2 separate regions of the Mus musculus genome follow, and region 2 is linked to region 1. Evidence: chromatin contacts called from public promoter capture Hi-C data. All regions are on one chromosome and are shown on one strand. The core of a region is the stretch at or near the end of the contact, and the rest is flanking DNA. Distances in the headings are between cores, read along the strand shown.

Evidence for each region. Promoter capture Hi-C pulls out the DNA fragments that hold promoters and counts their contacts.
Region 2: a promoter capture Hi-C map of liver shows a contact between it and region 1, with 2.3 times the contacts expected there. The contact joins the enhancer-like site here to the promoter of Pclaf in region 1. A contact is called at or near these places in 5 of 39 promoter capture datasets (cranial neural crest, embryonic stem cells, liver and 1 more), 2 of 15 datasets of contacts at CTCF or cohesin (CD8 T cells and the NIH/3T3 cell line) and 1 of 115 datasets of contacts at active chromatin or transcription factors (the SCID.adh cell line).

What each region holds. Positions count from the first base shown.
Region 1 is chr9:65,888,859-65,891,668 of GRCm38.p6, reverse strand. It overlaps Pclaf (PCNA clamp associated factor), which reads right to left and starts at 1,346. Exons shown (of 4, transcript NM_026515.2): 1 at 1,195-1,346; 2 at 860-937. The coding sequence starts at 1,240. The region is part of intron 1 of Trip4 (thyroid hormone receptor interactor 4); the gene reads left to right.
Region 2 is chr9:65,758,906-65,761,627 of GRCm38.p6, reverse strand. The region is part of intron 2 of Zfp609 (zinc finger protein 609); the gene reads left to right. Among named protein-coding and RNA genes, the nearest start is that of Zfp609, 67 kb to the left of the region's middle. Within about 2 kb of position 1,432, at least 11 of the 459 cell types and tissues checked have an H3K27ac peak or open chromatin away from gene starts, as enhancers often do. A contact at or near this core is called in liver, where this site is marked.

The sequences.
Region 1 (2,810 bases), core at 97-2,596:
CTAATCCCCTAAATTGAAGATCTTAAAGACAGAGAGATCAGAAGTTGAAGGCCAGCTTTAGCTACGTAACAAGTTTGGGGCTACCCTGAATTACATGAGAACGTGTGTGTGTGTGTGTGTGTGTGTTATTCCAGCAGTGGGGAGATGGAGGGCAGAAGGATCTGGAGTTCAAAGGTGTTCTTTGTACATAAAAATGTTGAGGCCAGCCTGGGCTACATGAGACCTTGGAAGAAGGAAAAGGGAGGGAAGGAGGGAGAACAAAAGGGAGGAGAGAGTTAAAAAGGAAGGTCGGATAGGGGAAGAACTGGGGAGTAGAGGAGGAGGGAAAAGCAGAGACAAAAGCAAACCAATCTGGGGCAGTGTGGTTAGCTCAGCGGTAGGGTACTTGTTCAACATGGGCAAGGAAGGCCCAGGGTTCAGTTCCCAAAGATTGCATGCATGGTCAAACAGACACTCACATACATCCCCCAACCGGAAACGCGGTAGTACAGTCAATCATCACCATAAATCTAATGAGGAGACACTTAAGTAGCCTCCAAGAAAATAGTAACTGTTAACAATTTTTAAAACACCATTCAGAAAAGAAAAAAAAAAGTTTAAAAATATACTGCCCCTCACCACCAAGACATGAATTTTCCATTGGACCCTCACCCCCATCCAAGCCTGCTGAAAGACTAAGGCTCCCTTAGAGGGCGAGAAAGAAATTTAGGTGTGAGAATGTCAACGGAAACAAATTCCAGAGGAAGGAAACTAAGTAAAAATAAATCCACCGCGGGTCAGGACCACACAGGTTAGTACTGCCTTGCCCGGCCTGATGCTCTCGGGGTGTTACTTCAGAAGCTTCCACGACCCTTCCTACCTTTTCTCGACGAACTTGAAGAATTGGTGACAAAGGTGGAGGAGCCAAGCACCTTCCTAGGGGCTTGAGAAGCCACCGCTGCAGAGAGAGATAAATAGGGGCGTTCAGAAAAGGCAGGAGGGTTCGGATCCCCGAGCTTTGTTCTACAACAGTCCCAGGCCAGTAAAGAGGAGGGAGATGAACAGCAGCAAACGACCTTGCCTGTTCTCTGCAGCTTATTAGCAGTGAGGGCCGGGAGCCTGCCTTCTAGCTGCTCAATGGGAGGCAGCCATGGGCGTCTCCACCCCTGGACAGGCTGCCTAGGGAACCCCCTGCCACCTCGCTGCATCATTTACCTTTTCTGTAGGCTCCTGGAACGTAGTTTGCTTTGGTCCGCACCATGTTCACACAAGAAGAGACAACTTTCACCGTCACCCCAACTGCAGATGTCTCAATTAGAGAAGAACCCGAAAATGATGTTCCCGCCACCGTTTAAATGGGTCTCTTTCCCGCGCGCTCCAAGCGCTTGAGAACCTCGATTCTTATTGGTTCCGCGCCTTCACTCTGGACCAATTGACAGCGTCCAGCAGTGACAGCCTCGAGACTTAAGGTTTTGCTGGCCAGTCAGTCCATCAGCCCCAGTGGTCGTGATTTGTACCTCCCTGGTAGGCGGTGCTAGGACTCTGGGTGGGGGAAGAGGGGGGCACGAAGTATGGAGGTGAGGTAGATAGGTTGTGAACTAGCCAAAATAAAACCAAGTAGAGATAGGGATTGTAAAATTTCTTCAAAAGTTACCAGAGTTAAATCCATGATAATTAAACACTGAAAGTGAAAATTAAGTGGACTTTTCTATGTAAATCATAACTAAAGTTTAGTATCCTAAGGATGAACCCTACTGTGTTCTAAAACAACTTTCTGAGGCGGGAGAAAGGAAAACTCAATTTAGTTTATTTAGTTTACAGTGTTTTAAAAACCGTTTTCAGATCGCATGAGACAAAAAATTAGGACAAATTGTCCATACACATATAAAAATAAGTAAATAAAATTTAAAAAACATGGCCAAAGAATTTTTTAAATGCCAAATGTAAAAGGGTCACAGCACCAACCCACGTGAGGATAACCCTGCAAAAAAGAGATCATATTGTCTGACCCATATTTCAAATTACAATATTCCTAAGAATTTGTGTTTGTTCTGAATGCCATGCACGAAACAAAACCGTATGTGCTTGCTGCAGAATGCTGTCTGTTAATGCTTGTTTAAAAGATGACCCTTCAGCATGTTACAGAACTACTTTTCTGCAGTGAATTATGCTTGAACAGCAATGAAATCTATTCAGGGCCTTAACCAAATCAACAATTAATAGTATATTCAATTTAAAGATTTTAAAGCCAGGCCTACTGCACCTTGTAATCTCAGCCCTGAGGAGGCAGAGAGACTGGGAAATTGTGAGTTCCTTGCCAGTCTGGGCTAGATCACAATATTTTAGAAAAAAGAAAAAAATATAGAAAGGAAGAAAAGAAAAGGGGCACAGTAGTTGAGAGTATTGCTGCTTTTTCAGAGGAACCCAGTTCAATTCCTAGCACTAGCATGGCAGTTCATTCATGGCAGTAACCAAGCTCCAAGTGACTTGGCACCCTCACACAGACATGCAGGCAGGCAAAATGCCAATACACATAAAATTAAAATAAATCGTTTATTTAAAAAAAGAAAGGAAGGAAGGAAAGGAAAGAGCTAGACCGAAAAAACAGGAGCTGGAGAGGTAACTCAGCAGTTAAGAGAACTGGCTACTCTTCCAGGGACCCTGGAGTACACAGGTTCAATTCCTAGCACCTCCATATCAGCTCACAACTGTTTGTAACTCCAGCTCCAGGGGATCTGACACATTGACACAGACACACTCAGGCAAGATGGGAATCAATGCACATAAAATAAATCATCAAGAAAAAAGGAGCCAGGCTGTGGTGCAGGCCT
Region 2 (2,722 bases), core at 183-2,682, 130 kb after region 1:
CAATCAGAATACAGCTACACCCGGTTTTTGAAGTTCCTGCCTGAGCTAAGTCTCATACATTAGATTAAATTCTGGCATTTTACTAATGATGCTGGACAAGTAGGAGTCAGGCTTTGTCTCTTGGCAGTAATGTAAGAAACAGCATAATTGAACTGTAACCTGAGTTTTCCATTTAAAAGCAGAACCTGCCAAAACCCAACAATCACAAGCAGGTAGTGTATGTTTGGGTACATGTCTGTGTCTGTCTGTCTATCTGTGTCCAGAGGGACACAGAATACTTACTATACAAAGTAAGAGATGAGCTTACTTGTGGTATCTAATTATCTAAAGAAGAGAGTAGCAACCTACGTTTTAAAGAGTTATGAAGACAATTCCAAACTAGTACAGGAAGCAAATGTATGTTCTCATAATGATTGATTGCTCTACTGACACCAAGAAGAGATGTGCTTTGGTGAGAGAAGCTGCTTGTGTGACCCATTACCTCGAGATAATTATAAAAGTCACTTGTATATTGCATGTTGAGCTACTGCTTCCCTGGTCTCCTTAAGTTGTTGGGCCATTGTTATAAGGGAGAAGTTGAGGTCAGTAAATTTAGATTTTTCTACATTACTGGAAATAAAAGGCAGTTTTATGTGATTTGTCTGGTGTGGGGGGGGTGTGCACACGCATTTGTGTGTGTGTGTGTGTATGTGTGTGTGTGTGTGTGTGGTCTTTGAGTTCCAGAGCAGCTCATCTCCACCTCCCATCTTGTCCTAGTAATATATTCTAAGTAGATGACCATGATGACAGGACAGCTGACTATTAAGAGACAAATTCTAGCTGTCTTGCTCTACCTCCCATTCCCTCTCCCTCTCACCCCCTTTCGTTCTTTTTTTGGGTTTTTGGTATGTACGTATTTATTGCAACTGTTTTAATTCTAAATTGATGGCAGTGACTCAAAGGACACTGTAGGTATCTTAGGTGGAAACAGTTAATGTGTGCACTGAAGAAGCAGAACACAGCTGTCTCCACAGCAGACCTGCAAAGCCATTGATCTTGGTTTTGTGCACTGCGCCTCACTGTCCCTCTGCTGCAAGACCGCAGTTGTTTTCATCAAGCCATTTTCCTCTTGTAAATAAAAGGTGGTGTGTAATTCATCATAGCCCAACATGAGTGAGCAACAACCAGATGCCACCAGAAGATCCTCCCGGCTTCTCAGTCCTTCCTAGGTGGTTTGTGCAGGACTTGTCCCAGTTTCACACCAGGTAGATGAAGGAACTGTCTCATGAAGGGATGCACGTGGGGAAGTGTACTGGCAAGCTATCCCAGCAGCCACAAAAGCCTTAGGTTTTTCCCACAGCACTTCGGAGTTCATGCTGTTGACATAGTGTCTTCATAGTCCACATATGCAATGTTTATCGTCCTTGGCTTAGAATCGATTTCAAAGGAGACCTGGCCTGCCCCACGTGTCCGCAACTGCTCAGCTGCTGCTCGTTCCAGCACCTGCTGGGCATAGTGTGCCAGTGAGGAAACTTGACCACCACTTAGAATACGTGCTTTGTTTGCTTGCTTCTAAGACAGAGTTTCTCTGTGTAGTCCAGAACTCTCTCTGTAGACCCAGCTGGCCTCACACTTAGACATCTGCCTGCCTCTGTCTCCTAAGTGCTGGGATGAAAGGTGTACGACACCACTGCCCAATGTCTCTATTCTCTTTTGAGTTTCTCACAGTGCCCAGGCTACAGCGTCAAACTCCTTATGTAATGAAAGCTTTCTGCCTCTACCTCCCAGGTGCTGGAATTACAAATGTGAAAGTGTGAACCAACACACGTGGCTTCTGGCTATGTCTTGAAAGTCTAGTTCATGAACATAGTTTAGTAGAAAGAATGATGTAATTGATTCACAGCTTACAATTAAATGTGAGTAAAGGAAACATATCTGAAAGGAAATGAAGAAAGGGTTAAAAGGGAAGCTCTTCAGCTGCTAGTGAGGAGAGTTGGAGGACAGGGCTTCCTGGCTTTACCTGAGCCAACCTGACTGCAGCCCACTGAGTGTGAACTGCTTTTCTAGAGCTGGTGGAGAGAGGTTAGACCACAGAGTATAGAACTCAGGTGTGTGGAACCCATTCTGCTGGAGGCTCGGATCAGCTTGCAGGTTTGGGTATTCCCTCGACCACACTGAGAGGCAGGGAGCCTGGCGCAGCTGATAGAACAGAAGGCTTCAGTGCTAAGCTTTGGGAAATTTGACTCAGGGTGAAAAATCAGAATTCTCAGAAGCGTGTGTTAGCTTCTGCTGCATATTCATAAGAAGTAGAGGATTGGAAAGGAGCGGATTAAAAAGAGTTGTGAGAAACTTTTTATAGATATATATTTACTGTTAGACATTTATTTCATGTATGAGTGTATGTCTCTGTATCATGTGCATCCTGAAACTAAAGTAATGGGAGGAAGGTGCTGGGAATCAAACCTGGGTCCTTTTCAAGAGCAACCAGTGCTCGTAGCCATTGAACCATCCCTCCAGCCCCAGAAGAAGTATTTATAAACAATACATTTTAAATAAGTATTTTAAACGCCTAGTACTTTAATTTTTATTTTATGCATATAGGTTTTTACCCACATGTTTGTCTGTGTACCACATACATGTAGGTAGTACCAGGCCAGAAAAGGACATTGGATCTCCTGGGACTGTGCCTGCAGATGGTTGTGAATCCCAATGTGGGTACTGGAAATCAAACCCAGGTCCTGGG